5 separate regions of the Mus musculus genome follow, and regions 1, 2, 3 and 5 are each linked to region 4. The links are chromatin contacts, called in public Hi-C and HiChIP or PLAC-seq maps. All regions are on one chromosome and are shown on one strand. Each heading gives the region's core, a stretch centred on a gene start, on an enhancer-like site or on the middle of the called end of the contact. The rest is flanking DNA. Distances are from core to core; before and after follow the strand shown.

What was found. Hi-C and Micro-C count contacts between places; a contact is called where the count stands out from the background. HiChIP or PLAC-seq counts read pairs in DNA pulled down with a chosen protein or histone mark.
Region 1: an H3K27ac HiChIP or PLAC-seq map of neural progenitor cells shows a contact between it and region 4, with 9 times the contacts expected there. The contact joins two enhancer-like sites. A contact is called at or near these places in 1 of 484 Hi-C or Micro-C datasets (cortical neurons) and 1 of 115 datasets of contacts at active chromatin or transcription factors (neural progenitor cells).
Region 2: a Hi-C map of cortical neurons shows a contact between it and region 4, with 2.2 times the contacts expected there. The contact joins two enhancer-like sites. A contact is called at or near these places in 3 of 484 Hi-C or Micro-C datasets (cortical neurons, forebrain and nephron progenitors) and 1 of 115 datasets of contacts at active chromatin or transcription factors (astrocytes).
Region 3: a contact with region 4 is called in a Hi-C map of cerebellum, with 1.6 times the contacts expected there. The contact joins two enhancer-like sites. A contact is called at or near these places in 6 of 484 Hi-C or Micro-C datasets (cerebellum, cerebral cortex, cortical neurons and 2 more) and 1 of 115 datasets of contacts at active chromatin or transcription factors (stem cell-derived anterior neural progenitor cells).
Region 5: a Hi-C map of forebrain shows a contact between it and region 4, with 2.5 times the contacts expected there. The contact joins two enhancer-like sites. A contact is called at or near these places in 9 of 484 Hi-C or Micro-C datasets (the N1E-115 cell line, cerebellar granule neurons, cerebral cortex and 4 more).

Annotation. Positions count from the first base shown.
Region 1 is chr2:142,646,815-142,649,661 of GRCm38.p6, forward strand. Kif16b (kinesin family member 16B) reads right to left here. Exons shown (of 26, transcript NM_001081133.2): 25 at 1,614-1,697. Among named protein-coding and RNA genes, the nearest start is that of Kif16b, 250 kb to the right of the region's middle. Within about 2 kb of position 1,372, at least 22 of the 459 cell types and tissues checked have an H3K27ac peak or open chromatin away from gene starts, as enhancers often do. A contact at or near this core is called in cortical neurons and neural progenitor cells, where this site is marked.
Region 2 is chr2:142,730,341-142,733,187 of GRCm38.p6, forward strand. All of the region lies in intron 17 of Kif16b (kinesin family member 16B), which reads right to left. Among named protein-coding and RNA genes, the nearest start is that of Kif16b, 170 kb to the right of the region's middle. Within about 2 kb of position 1,476, at least 83 of the 459 cell types and tissues checked have an H3K27ac peak or open chromatin away from gene starts, as enhancers often do. A contact at or near this core is called in cortical neurons and forebrain, where this site is marked.
Region 3 is chr2:142,607,614-142,610,356 of GRCm38.p6, forward strand. No RefSeq gene overlaps it. Among named protein-coding and RNA genes, the nearest start is that of Kif16b, 290 kb to the right of the region's middle. Within about 2 kb of position 1,373, at least 21 of the 459 cell types and tissues checked have an H3K27ac peak or open chromatin away from gene starts, as enhancers often do. A contact at or near this core is called in cerebellum, where this site is marked.
Region 4 is chr2:142,333,594-142,336,293 of GRCm38.p6, forward strand. All of the region lies in intron 16 of Macrod2 (mono-ADP ribosylhydrolase 2), which reads left to right. Among named protein-coding and RNA genes, the nearest start is that of Kif16b, 570 kb to the right of the region's middle. Within about 2 kb of position 1,343, at least 73 of the 459 cell types and tissues checked have an H3K27ac peak or open chromatin away from gene starts, as enhancers often do. A contact at or near this core is called in cerebellum, cortical neurons, forebrain and 1 more, where this site is marked.
Region 5 is chr2:142,811,775-142,814,529 of GRCm38.p6, forward strand. The region is part of intron 12 of Kif16b (kinesin family member 16B); the gene reads right to left. Among named protein-coding and RNA genes, the nearest start is that of Kif16b, 88 kb to the right of the region's middle. Within about 2 kb of position 1,442, at least 12 of the 459 cell types and tissues checked have an H3K27ac peak or open chromatin away from gene starts, as enhancers often do. A contact at or near this core is called in cortical neurons and forebrain, where this site is marked.

The DNA.
Region 1 (2,847 bases), core at 122-2,621, 310 kb after region 4:
GAAAGTGGAACCTAGTGAGCACAAGTAGGGTGACTGAGGACATAACCTTCAAGTGGATGTTGGGATCTTGATCACTTTGAGATGGCAAAATCATGTCAGAATGTCAAAAGATTACACACCCCTCGCTAGGAGACACTGAAGGAACAAATGTGGACTACAAGAGAAAACACCACGCAACACAAGAAACACAAAACACAAGAGTGAGTCTTGTGCACTTGGAATAGAAAGCAAACACCTCCAAGTTCTGTTCCTGAACTGAGCCATCTGTGTGGGAGTGCTGGCCTCGTGTGAATGCCATCACGTCTGGGAAGCTGGAAATGGCAATAGCCATAACAGGCAATAATCAAATTTTAAAACAAGTTTGCAACTCACCATTCTCCATGTTTTCATTAAAGATGAGGCTACTTAGTCAAGGCAGTTAAAGTTCAGAGAAAAAAAAATTCATTACTCCTATAAGTGTTATTTAAGTTTGTTTGTTTGTTTGAATCTTATAAGCACTTAACATAAGCACTGTAAAACCAGGCAGACTCACAAAAATAACCTCGTCCTTGAAGGCTAATTCTTCTCATGAGTCTATGCTTCACAGGGTAAGTTTGGGAGTCCCTCACAGTCCTGCTAGAGCCCAGTCGTTCTGGTCTCAGGACTTCTTCAAATGTGTAGCTGCAGTGCATCTGCAGATTCCGGAAGCATGGCTCCTCACTGAAATGTGCCTTCTCTTAGAACAACTCACTGCTTCATTTCTCCATGTCTCCCCTTGGCTCTCATAGGACCCTTCTAGATAGAGCAGCTTAAGGCAATTCCCTACATTTTGGTTCACTGACACCAAGTGAAGCCCACAGGCAGCCATGTTCAACTTGGCAGTCCAGAGGAACAATACCATCCCCAAACTTTTACATTTCAAGTCACCCATTAGAACGGTCTGTTCTGATAGGATTATATTATAATAAGTCATGTGACTATTCCCAACAAAGTCACAACAAAGGGAGCTTTGAGGGTATCCTGGAGTTACTCTGGTAAAAGCAGTCAGATTTTAACAAAATATAATCAACTGTATACTGGTGAAGCCACAAACTGAAGACAACAGTCAGCTATGGGTATTGGCACAAGGCAGTCACAAAAACAGGTTGTGTTAAACTGGGATCTATGTGTAGCTAGCTTGGCAGATAAAGTTAAAATAAATACAAAGACTCTGAACTAGGACTAAAATAGGTCCGAAACTTCTCCCTCCCAAAGCTCTTGAAAAAGCAACAATGACGACATACTGTAAGTTTGGTTAATTAATTCCAAGTTTTCTTCAGCAAGCTCTGTGCTCTCATCCTACATTGCATGCCATCTGGCTGAGGGGAGAATGTAGCGCTCGCTCACACACTGTGTCCTAACTCTCAGAACAAGGGTGTCTTCTTCAAAATCAGAAAGATGCTAGCCAAACCAGAGGGGGCTAAGGACCTGATTTGAAATCAAGTCATACCACCACCCCGCTGCCATCTCCTGCATTAACGAAGCAGCTCTTCACAGTTGCCAATAAAGACAAAGGGCCTAACAGGAGCTGCTCTTGCCAATCATTCAGATGGTGGATTTTTCTACACAGGGAGGTGAAAAGCTTGCTCTCTTACCTCTAAGTGTGTCCGCCGCTCAGCAACTACCCGCTCGTCTTTGTTTCCAAACAGCTTCTTTGGGGGGAATTCAAGAGCAGCGAGCTGGAATGCAGATTTCACGAGATATATTAAGGCCATACCAATGAACTTTTGCCTATTTTTAATTAAACTTTTATTTAGTATCCCTATTATGGAGTGAAGAGAGAAGCTTAAAATTTAAAGGTGGTAGGTCTTTCCCTGGGCTGCCATCAACATTGAAGAGATTAGGCAATTTTGGATTAGATTCCTCAGTATCAAGTGAGAAAACGTGTGTGCGTGTATGTGTGTATGTGTGTGTGTGTGTGTGTGTGTGTGATTTTGAACAATACATTCTAAATATCAGATTCCATGTCATGTAGCATTTTCCATAAAACAGACAAGCCCTAAATGACACTAGCCCGGGTGCCTGTGGGATGCAGCTGAGGCCTAACCCACTAGTGAGTGTGTATATGTGTTACTTTTGCTTTTCTGAAATCGTGTCTTACCCTAAAGCTTACGCTGGCCTACAGTTAAGTATACAGTTCAGGCTGCTCTTGAACTCAAGTGATCCTCTAACGCAGCCTCGTGGGGGAACGGGGCAATTTTTGTCAGGAGCCCTCATACTATTTATTTATTTATTTATATTTTGATTCTGCTATGTAATGTAAGCACTAAGCCCATACAATTATTACTTTTCAATGGAGATGAGAATTTGAAAACTATCTATAAACTGCTTCATCACTTTGTAAACTATTTCTTAGACAATTACTAAGGTCCACTAAAAAGTCCACATGATTTTCTTTTAGGTTAGTGTACATGAAGATTAGCAAGGGAAAGGGGGCCTCTCATTAAATCCATCACACTTCCTACAAAATGAAGGTTTGCAATTAGTTCTCTAGCTGTGTCTTAAAAGCCCATAGTCATCTTTTTTAATCTTCTTCTTCTTGAAGGCATACAGATCATAATAAGGTAAGTCTTATATTATATGGCCAGGCTAGGAAGGACTGTATAATCTGGTGAGACCCTGACAAGCCAGGCTTGCCTTGAAAGAATAGATGCTAAGCTGCAGTAATTGCTGCTGTGGGTAGAATTCACTGTTTTCTTATTTCTTACCTTTGGTGGATAAATTGAAGTCAATGAAGCATTATTGAGAAAAAAAATGAATATTTCTTCAACAAAGTAGGGCACAATAGGCCACAAAACTCCAATTTATACCTGTGCAAATCACTACAAT
Region 2 (2,847 bases), core at 226-2,725, 400 kb after region 4:
AGATTTGAGTTTCTTCTGGATTTATTTTCTAGAACTCCATTCCTACAAGCAACCAGAAGACAGCAAGAATGTGGGAACTGCCCTCACTTCAGCGTTCCAGTTCACGGAGAAACTCAGCTACAGTCATACACAGTTGGGTCCTAGGTAACAACCAAGACACTGGGGAAAGGCACCCGTTTCTACATGGTTGTAGGCAGGAACCCTGGCTTCTGCTTACTGGCAGTACAGCCTGGAACTGCATCCCAGAAGCTGAACTCACAAGGATATATATTCAAGAACTCAAGACCATTTCTCAAAATTGTTTACAAGAAAAAGAAACTTACACAGTATTAGTGGAAGGTGATCAAATAAATAATTTATTAATGTGCAATCAGGGACCTTCAAATTCTTCTCTCTGAACTAGAAATGCCAGCACTACATTTTTCTGCCTCAAGGAAGTTACTATGGAGAACACCAGAATTAGCCACAAATTTCTTCAGGCTAATGGCATATGATAGCCAGAAACTAAACAATAAAACATAAATCAATAGAAGATAAGTCCAGTTAGACATGGAATATCTACAATAGAAAATTACGTGGTTATTAAAAGAGTATAAAAAAGCTTTGAAAGAAAAATATTTTTAAAAACCCTTATGAATCTAGTATGAGCCTTTCTTGGCAAACATAGTAAATGACAGACATTTGATAAGAAGATATTGAGGGAAAATGGTTGGTCCATTACTGCCCAGAAGGCTGGGGATGGAAGGCAGCAGCTGTGGGCTCTGGCAGCAAGAGCGACAGGTTATTGGCTACACCTTAGGAGTAGAACAGGGCAAAGGGTCCAGTCCAGAGTCTCAAGCCCCATCTCCTAGAGACCAACAGCATAGATTACACAGCATCCCGAATAGGGCTACTGCGTGGGACCAACTCCCCTGACATATGTCTGTGTGGGGAAACTTCACACTGAAACAGTGAGGAAGACGGAGAGAAAGGCTCACTGATAGGGGAGCAACTCGAGCAAGGCAGAGGACATGGCCACATGCCAGCTCTGCAGCAATTTTTCTACCTGTTTGTGATTTGAACCTCAGTGATAAAGTTGACCACCTTTCTTCTATCTTCTTCCCCAGATGATGGATAGCTTCAGGTCATCACAGAGTCAGGGGCCTTCCATAGTCACCAAGGGGTGCTATGGCCTTAGTGAAAATCCTGAGGTGGCTTACCAAACCCAGCCCTGACGCTGGCTTCTGACATTTGTAGGTCTAGCTTGGATTGAAACGGAGTTGCTTCTTTTTAGAATTTAATTATTCAAATTTATACATTTAAATGGGCTCGCCACTGTGCAGTACTTAGAGGAGGCTAATGTGCCAGCAAAATTTTCTTTTATTTTCAATACTGAAATGAACTTGGAAGGTATCTAATTTTGCTTCAAGCACTTTCACGAAGCTGTGAATGTTTCCGCCTCCTGCCAAACTAGCTGCCTGTTTTCAGTCTCCAGTGAGGTGGAGGAGGCTGAGCAGTCAGCTTGCTTTCTTCTTAAAGACACTGTGCCAGTGAGAGGGAATGTTCCCCTGCAGGGAAATTATCTGCTGGCAAAGACCCTAGCTGGGCAGTTCTCCAAAGTAGAGCTAACTCCCCAAGGAAGCCACCAGGCTGCTTTGCCCCATCCAAAAAGTCTCTGGCATTAAGAAGCAATGTGTGTACAAACCAGTTTCCAGAGAAGCTCGAGATGCAGGCCAGCAGCAGGTTCCAAAACTGGAATAGAAAATGTGTCCAACTTGATGTGCCCAGCCAGACAAAGGAGGCCGTTCATGATATAAAGACTTGATGTTTAAAAATATCAAGAGCCCACTAAATTCAGAGTACGGTTCTGTAGTTGCTATTTGTTTTTAGATATAGGGTACTTGAAAGATTAGTAGGTTGCCTGCTGAACAAAAAGAAAGAGAAAAAGAGGAAAGAATGGGAGGGAGGGAGGGAGAACCTGCTGCTTTGAAGACACGTTGAGTCTCACCAGATATGATGATTAGCAAAACAGCCACAACTGTTAAGATAGATTGGCTCTGGGAAAAGTACTAAGCAGAAATTTTTTTAACTACTATAAAACTCAGTCTTATTACTGCAATCTTCTAGACAAGAGATACATTGGTCTGTGATCCTTAGACACCAGCCGAGAAGGAAGCACTCACTAGGAGCGAAGGAGACAAGCAGGAGTACAGTAGCCATGGGTCATGCCCAGCACAGGCTTCTCGGGCCTGCTGATAGACTGACTCATCCAGAGCCTGGCTGCAGCCCCAGATCTGTAGATCTGCAGAGTTACTTCCTATGTGCAAGACTTGAAACTGAGTAAGGAATGGAGGGCTCTTGCTTTCAAGAAGCCCACATCAGGAAAATGCCCGGGCATGAGATTACATTGGAAAGAGAAGACATACACAGAATGTCTGCCCAAGGAAAAAAAGCAACAAATCAACTCAAACTGGAGATGGAGAGAAGCCTCCTGAGAATGTAATTCCTGGACTAAGCTTAGAAGAGAACTAAGCAGAGGAAGTGGACAGAGGGCTTCGCAGAAGCTTGTGTAGGTGTGGGGGGAAATTTATACATTAGCCAAGGATGAAGTTCAGGCTGGAAAGGGAGAGATCACATTGGAGAACAGTGTCAATGACACTGATAGTGCTTGGAGGTCACTTTGTGGAAGCCAAACGGACCAGGACCAAGGCTAGGAAGAAGACATTCCCAAGAAGGGCGCAGGGAACATAACGCAGAGTATCCTCAGTCCTTCCCTCTTCCTTTGAGGAGGCAGGAACTACAGAGTCATTCCAGGGTAATCCTAGGATGGTTTGTGTAAGACAATGCTATTGTTCTGTGATTGTGGTC
Region 3 (2,743 bases), core at 123-2,622, 270 kb after region 4:
TTTGTTTGTTCCAGAGAGCATGCTGGGTGACTCAGCTGACCATGGGCTATATTGCTGGGGTCAAACATCCTTCCAATCACATTAGCTACTCTTATAGTTCAGACGGGACTTTCAGGGAGGAAACAGGCTTAGGATAATATGTTTGCAGAGTTAACATCTTCAGAGATTTTATCATCTGGTAGGGATCAAGAGTCAGTCTGTGTTCTAGTCTCTAGAATCACTAGGTGCCACTTCTGTCCATGTTCACCCAGATGAACTTGGAGGCTTCTGTCTTTCCTCTCCAGGGTCTAAACACAGCCTAGTAACTCAGGATACAGCTCACTGGCCTTTGGAAAAGCAGACCCCTCAGCAGGTTTACTGGCCCAAGAGGCCTAGAAACCCGGCAAGCATATTTTGGTTTCAGTGATGTGGCGTTTTAGATGTTGCAGGTCAGGCCTCAGCAACCCAATCGAATATTAACCTACCCTAGGTTGGTGCTCTGAAAACATTTGGAATGGTTCCATGTGAAGGCCATTGTCTTGGAAAATCTGAACAGAGTTAACTAAAGCTATCAGAAAACGTTAGACTTTAATTAGGAGGTATAAGGTAAAAGTTGGTGGTAAGAGGGAGGGTTGGGAGAAAGAGGAAGAGAAAGAGAAGAGAGAGAAGACAGGAGGGAGGCCTCTCCTCTGGGTGATAGTTTTGGTCTACCATACATAAACCCTTCTTTAATGCTATCTGAAGGAGTTTAGATTTTCTTAGCCATAGTACCTAAGTCAATTCCTTCAAAAGTGTGTGTGTGCGTGTGCATGTGTGTGCGTGCGTGCGTGTGTATGTATGTCAAGTCCTTCTCTAATGCAAGAATATACACACTGATAATATAATAAAGCTTTATTATTCAGCTTCCAACTCTGACCCCTCTGGGATACTATATTAGCCCCCGAAATCTCTCTTGTGGCTAGGATGCCTTAGTGAATTCTTTACTCATGCGACTCCATAGTCTGGGTTTTAATTCTGGTTCAGGGTGGAATAGTAGAGAGGAAGAATAGCAAAAAGAGAGGAATGCTGGGGTGAGCAGGAAAATAACTGCAAGCCTGAGGGGTCAAAGAAAGGGTGAGAGGAAGGCCTGCTAGGCCTCCTTGTGATAATTGACCACCTCGGCAGTCACCTGCCGAGGCTGCTGAGAGTCAGGAGTTGCACTCATCCAGTGAAGAAACTATACTGAAGCACCCTTGCGCTTGCTTTATCCTGTATCTGTTTCATTGATAGTAAACCTAGGCCATCCCATCACACATAAATGTCTGGCTGAGAATCCCTTCCTGATCCGCCGCCAAACCATACCCTCATCTCCCTCCAAAGTCTGATTTCATGCTCCAATGTGCCATGACCATCCCCCAGGCTGGGCCCATCTGGCTGTGGTTTCTAGTTTCCAGACTTCCTAGAAACAGAACAGGCTCTCTTCTTCCATGTCCTGTGCGCGAGTGCCCACACACACACACACGCACGCACGCACGCACGCACGCACGCACGCACGCACGCACGCACGCACACTCACATCTGGAATGTCTGGGAGCCTCAGGTCTGGTCTTTTGCAGCAGGAAGATACAGCAATGCAATTAGGAGCCTGGAAGCAGCTCCCTTCTTGGGGACTGGAGTGCTCAGGCTGCAGCTGGGAAGGTAGCCCTGGGATTCTGACTTCCCCAGGCCTCCTCAGCACCCTCAGGCTCTGCTTTGGGCCAGTCACTGTTAGAAGACAGCATACTTGTTTCCCTCTTTGAATTGGAGTCACATTAGATGCTCACATCACAGAACCTTGCTGATGTCCCCTGCCTCCCTGTGGATGCCCATTCTTGGTTTTCTTCCACTGATCTGCGTACCTGAGGACCCTGTCACCAATGCTCTAGCTTTCCTTACTTCATCCTTTCTGCCTCCTCTAGTCCGTTGCTAAGAAGCAGCTTGAAGACTTAATATCCATTCTAGAATAATAAATCAAGCATCCCTGTGCCTCACCTGCCACCCTGAAACACACCTAGCAATTCTACTAGATAGATAACCAGTGGCCCGTCTCTCACTACCCAGCAGTGCCTAAGCAGACAAGAAACATGGAGCCTTGTGGTCCAAGAACTCTCATCTGTCATGGAGTCAGCTAAGAGAATGAAAATGACCAGCTATTTCCCCAAGTCCAGGGTCAAGTCTAACCTTTAACCTCAGGATTTAACTTGGCTCTTACAGATTCTTTTCTCCCCTCCCATCCAGCCCCTGCACATTGGCCCCTGCTGACCCCAGCAGACCTGGGTCATCTCTCTGGTTCTCACTCCTGGTGCTTAGAACAACACAATGAGCCTCTTTCCCTTCCTGCCACTTTCCTAGTGAGTTGCAACAAGAGAATTGCAGCATCCCACCTCCTTCCTACTTACTTAAAAGAAACCCTTGTGCATCCCCTCTGTCTCTAAAAGCTATGAGATAAAAAAGACTTAAGGTACAGGATTGTGGGAGAGAGCAGGAAGAGGGTACGAGGCAGTGATCCATTTGCTATAATCCATTCACCTGGAGGGCAAGGGCCACAGAATCACTGCAAGTTTGGGATCAGCCTGATCTACAGAATGAATACCAGGCCATCCAAAGCTACATGGCAAAGAGAAACCCTGTCTCACAAAGTCAACAAGGTCAACAAACTATCACAGCAAAAAGGCTGCACCTCCCGTCCTCTCGTGTATGCTTCTGAGCCCTTAATGGTTTTTGAGAAATAGCTCTTTTTGGGTTC
Region 4 (2,700 bases), core at 93-2,592:
ATCCACAAGACAAAGGCTACAACATGTGTACATTTAGCCATCAAAGGGCCAATCAGTCTTGTCTTTGAGTGGCAGAGGAATTGGGCCCCAGGTTATCTCCACTCTGCTACAAGACAGTTTTTCATTCTATTCTGGGAGGAGGAAAATTGGATCAAAAAAAAAAAAAAATCCCAACTTTTGGACAAAAAAAAAAAATTAATCTGAGGAGATAGGAAGTGGGTGTGATACCTTTACCCATTCTGGATCTGACGGGGAATTCTTTTTCCTGAGTCCATTCCTTTCATGTAACTGAGAAACAGTTTACAGTCTGATCCATGAGCAGAGAGCCAATAAAAGACTCTTTCCTCCAGGTATTGCCCCTCTCATCAGGACTTAAGCATGAGTAAAAGACTACAGAACAATGCAAGGTCAGTCGCTCCCAAGCTTTTCTTGCATATACAGGCCATACCATAATACCCAGTGAAGACATAGGAGAAGAACACTGTTTATAACATGCTCCACACACACATGTGAATTGTGTAGTCTCAAAATCTGGCGACACCAAAGCTCTTCTTCTCTGGCCTCATTGAGCAGAAAATAAGCAATGGAGGACAAAAATGGGCTGAATCCACATTATTCTGGTAGTTCTGCTCGTGTTCATACATAGAAGGAAACGAGAGTCAGGAGAACAAAAGTGGTGTTACATTTACAAGCGTTTTAAAATAAATAAATAAATTAGAATTGGCGACATATGGTGTTCAACTTTCAAGAGCTAGCCTATTCAAAGTAAAATAGGTTTCTATCTAAGCCGTTCTCTTTGAGTCAGTTTGTCTTCCAAACTCAAGCATTTTTCTCGGCTGAATTTGAGGGGATTAGTTATTTTTAAAAAGAAAAAGAAAAAAAAAGAAAAAAAACAGAACTCAAAAGCCGAAGTGAACTTAGAGAGACACACATAAGCTGTTCTCCATATTGAGTCAACACCTGGGGCATTGATTTGAAAGCCAAATGCAGGCTGTTCATCTGCACTGCCAAGGATAACAGAAGCAACTGTCTCACTGTCACCAGAGAGAAAGAACCACGTCACTGGGGCTCCATCTGCAGCTGCCTTTCAGGACCAAAGATAACCAGGGAGGAAGGGGGGCGGGGGCGGGGGATGAGCTTTGTTGTGAAACTTGAGAGCCTTCCTCCTTTCTCCAGACCACCTACCCTTTCTCATTTAAAGTGAGTTTCTCCTCCAAGCCCACCAAATTCTCTTCCTTCCAAATCCATCCTCTTTGTGGCTCCCGTCTTCTGCTGGGCTCATTCAGCTAAGCACTGCTGCTCCTGCTGCTGCTACCCAGCTCCCAGAGCTTGTCTGGCTGGCCTTTCCCAGCATTCCAAGCGGTAATGGTCTCATTGACCCTGTAATTAAAGGAGTCCTCTGCCTCCCTACCCTGGCTGGCTGCCCTCCACCTCTCTTCTATTATTCTTTCCGTAAGACCACCAGCAGATGGATAGAGATTTTTCACCCTTTCAAAAGCTCTCTGTTTTTCCCATCTCATCAAGCATATCTCAGCCAAGCGTAATTAGCTTAAGGCTTTTGAGTCCTCACAGGAGATCTGTTAAAAGACCTGAGCAATTTCAATAAAGAACTTGAAACGCAAATCCTACAGGCTGTGCCTAACCACAGGAGAGCCACTATTATTTAGAAGCAGAGACCTCTCTCTTCCTCACATCCCTCTTTCTTCGGGGCAGGCATTTAAAAATTCTCAAGAGTATTCATGAGGCCTCCCTCCAGGGCTTTGGGATCTTTCGGACCTTTATTGGGTAGGTGGGATATTTAAGCTCTTTGTCTTCAGCAGGTCAGCCTTTGGCTCCTTTTAATTGATTTCAATCATGGGGTGCATTTTGGGGAGCCTTAAGATACCCCCAAATGGCCAACAGTTTGTTTGCTAAGTCTCTTAGACATTTCACTCAGCTTTTTTTTTAATCCCTTAGTCATTGGAAAATAGCTGGTGAGCTTCCTTTGTGGTTCAGAACGGTTGATAATGAAGGCTAAATTAATTAGCTGCAATTCAGATTTGCACCCTACCTTTGAGTGGCGGTGACCCTTGAATTGTGAATAGCCATATGTATTGCAGTGTTGATCCCATAGCCTTAGCCCTTTTTGCTCCCATCTATGGGAGAAAGCAAGCGTTTGAAACTTAAATTAAACTCTGTTCTCATTAAAATGAAGTGAAACAGAGCCTAAGTCTGTGACACTCATGCTGCGCATGGAATGCTGGAGAAGCCCAGCCTCACTAGGAGAGGTAATGTGTATCCCCCATGCCTTCCAGAAGGAGGCTGGAACTCGGGTGTCAGGTCTGAAGGGTCACAAGACAAGCAGGCTTCCCTCATTCGGTTGCCCATTACCAAGACTTGGGAGAAGAGACTTTCCTTTGTAAACTGCCATAAGAGGAATGAGCTGCAATGCTTGATTAGAAGGCCTTTTGTTGTCCTGGGTACACTAATCAGTTCCTCTTTGAGTGACAATGCAGGGATCTAGAGATATACCAATTCTGAAGATTGGCCAGACACATACACCGCAGCTGCAGAGGACACTACAGTCAGAACAGAGTAAGTCCCCTTTTAAAACCGGAATGTGCCTCTAGAGTGGGATGGGAAGTTGACTTGCCAGGCAGACTCCGAAGACTGAGCGATTAATTTACTGCTATCATCAACACATGACAAGGTCTGAAGCAA
Region 5 (2,755 bases), core at 192-2,691, 480 kb after region 4:
ATTTCTATGTAGGATGCTGAACTGGAAATCAGAGAATAATATTCTGACCTCAGCTTGAACACCCATTCCCTATGTAATCCTGAGAAGTTGCAGCAGAAACCCTGTGTGCAGGCTCTACACTCCCAGTGTCTCATGACAAGGTTGGATAAGATCAGCCCTAAGACTTCATCTACTTCGAATACTCTGTCATTAATTCAATGTGAAATGAGAGAAATGAGTAAGAAATTTCAATGCACTACTTAGACACTTCAAAAGAAATACTGATGGTTCAGATAATGAAACTAAACGAGAAAAGCGTCTTCAGAATATATGAGCAGAATTTAAATTAGCTCACTATTTTCTTTCAAGCAGTAATGAAGAAAAGGAAGTATTAACTAGGAAATTAAGGTCTGCTGTTCACACCCTTTCTATAGCTGGGCTCTTCTGTACCCCAACTGCTAAACTACACTCCCTCAGTTTCCCCAGCAGCCTCAGCTCCTAGGAGAACAGATGCTTTGAGCTCAAGCCCTGAGAAACCCTTTTCTACCCTGCTCAGGGCTCCAACCGACAAAGCGGCTTTACCACTATCCCTCCATTCTCACAGCAACCTAATGAGATGCTATGGGCCCCATTTCACAGATCTTGAAACTGAACGACATAGAGTCTACGTAAGTCACCCATGTCACACAGCCACCATCTAGCTGAGCGAGGTGACCTTCAGCATTATTTTCTGCCACCTTGCAGTGTACCTGTGCCTGCTGGCAGTGCCTTCTGCCTGCTGCCATGTAAATGACGAGAGAGTTAGGGAAAAAATCTTAACCTGAGCATTCTTCTAGAAGACTCTTGGCTCTCAATATATGAAGCCAAAAAGAGAGCTCTCTCTCTCTCTTTGAGCACATTCACTAATTCGGACAGCCTTAAACAAACAAGGAAGGTTACAGAACAAGGACACAAGGCAAGGGAAGTTTTAATTCTCTTAAGAACTCCTTAGAGCCAAAGATGAAGAAAGAATGGTGTAAACAGTCATTGCAAAAATGATTCTTATGAAGAGAAGCACATAAATAAAAAGGGAAGGGCATGAGGGAGGGAGGGAGCAAAGGAGGGAAGGATGAAAAGGAGGGAAGGAAGCAGGCCAGCTTTCTAAAAAGAGCCAATCAGAATGACCACCTATGACACACATTAAGAGCCACCACTTAAATGTAAAGCAACTTCAGACAAAGTATTTCAGAAGGATGTGAATGGAAACTCCAGAATATGAAGATGCGTTCCCATCTCTGTATCAGGTGTCAATGTGGCTTCAAGAAGGCACCAGCTAAATAACCCCTAATGCTAGAATCTCCACAATCTGTCTCCACAGACTCTATCTAGAAATCACTGGTGGCCTCTTCAATCCCCTTTAGCAGTACATCCTGTCCTTGCAGACAGCTTCACTGCCAAAGATCCTAGTTAAGAGCTATGGGATTTGTTTTCCCTAACTGCAGTGCCATCTAGTGGTAAAAACCAAACCACTCCCAACAGCACATCTACTCCAACTATTCTCAAGATAATGAATACTGTAAAACAAGAATGTGGGTTGCTCTTAAAACACAATGGCTTTGCCCATAGTTGGGACTGCCACTTGTTAACTCGACAAGCCTCCCTATACAATATGCAAAATATGATAAGATTAGCTTCCCGAGAAAAGACACATTTGGTTGTTGCTGCTTTTGCTCTGATATTGTTTACTTTAAAAAAATGTATTTTACTTACTAACAGCAGACTGTTACTTTGTGATTCTGAAGACATTCAGAGAATTCTTGTTAAATCTAACAAAAAAAAATTACTCTGGCTTAATATAATAAAAAATACAAGTCATTTGTTCTAAATCAACTTTCAAAAACTCTGAAGAATAATTTAAATGCAAGTGAAACTCATTATATAATAGCTACTAGTTTCAGTATATCTTGTCTAGTCTACATGTTAAAATTATGCTCTGAAACATGTGAGTTGGCCATGTTCTCTTTGTTTTTATAAACAAGATCTCTGTGACTACCTTCAGCACCTCAACTTTGGAGTTATTCAAACCACAGACAGCATTATCACAGCCTGAAGAAGACAGGAGGAAGACCAACACTCCCTAACAAGCAGGTCTGAACTGAAATCAGGTTAGAGCGTGAAAAGCTTTCTTTGAAAGTGTATAAGGCTCCTGACCTGGTGCTGAAGCACATTGAGTGTACCTCTGATCCTGCGCCGTATGAATAAGGATGCACTATCTAAGTAACAATAATAAATAATGATGATAAAGTAGTGTAAATCATTTCATCAAGAGGATGCAATTGATGGATAAGGATATTAAAGAACATTCTGGATAAGTGAGCTGTGGTTGACAGAGTAGGCGAGACCTTTGCCTGGATTGTAGGAGATGCATGTCTAAAATGAGGAAGAATTCTAAGTAATTAAAACAGACCTGGAGTTTCCTACTACAGTCATGGTCATTACTCTCCCATTTAACAAAAATAACCTCTGCCTGGCTAAAAGTAACAGCCATGGCTTGGAGGCAATGGCTTACAAAACAAAAGTAGGGAAAGGGATAGGCCAAAAAATTGAGCAGTCTAACTCAACAGGGCGAGAGAATGGAATGAAGCAAAGGGAAGACCCAAAGACCCACATCTGGAACACTGCCCAGTATGCCCAGGCAGTCCTTAAAGGCCATGTGACCATGTGAAATGAGCTGGTGGCTGGATGAGTGGCGTTCTCTGGGACAATAGAATAGTTTACAGGGTAAAGCAAACATGAG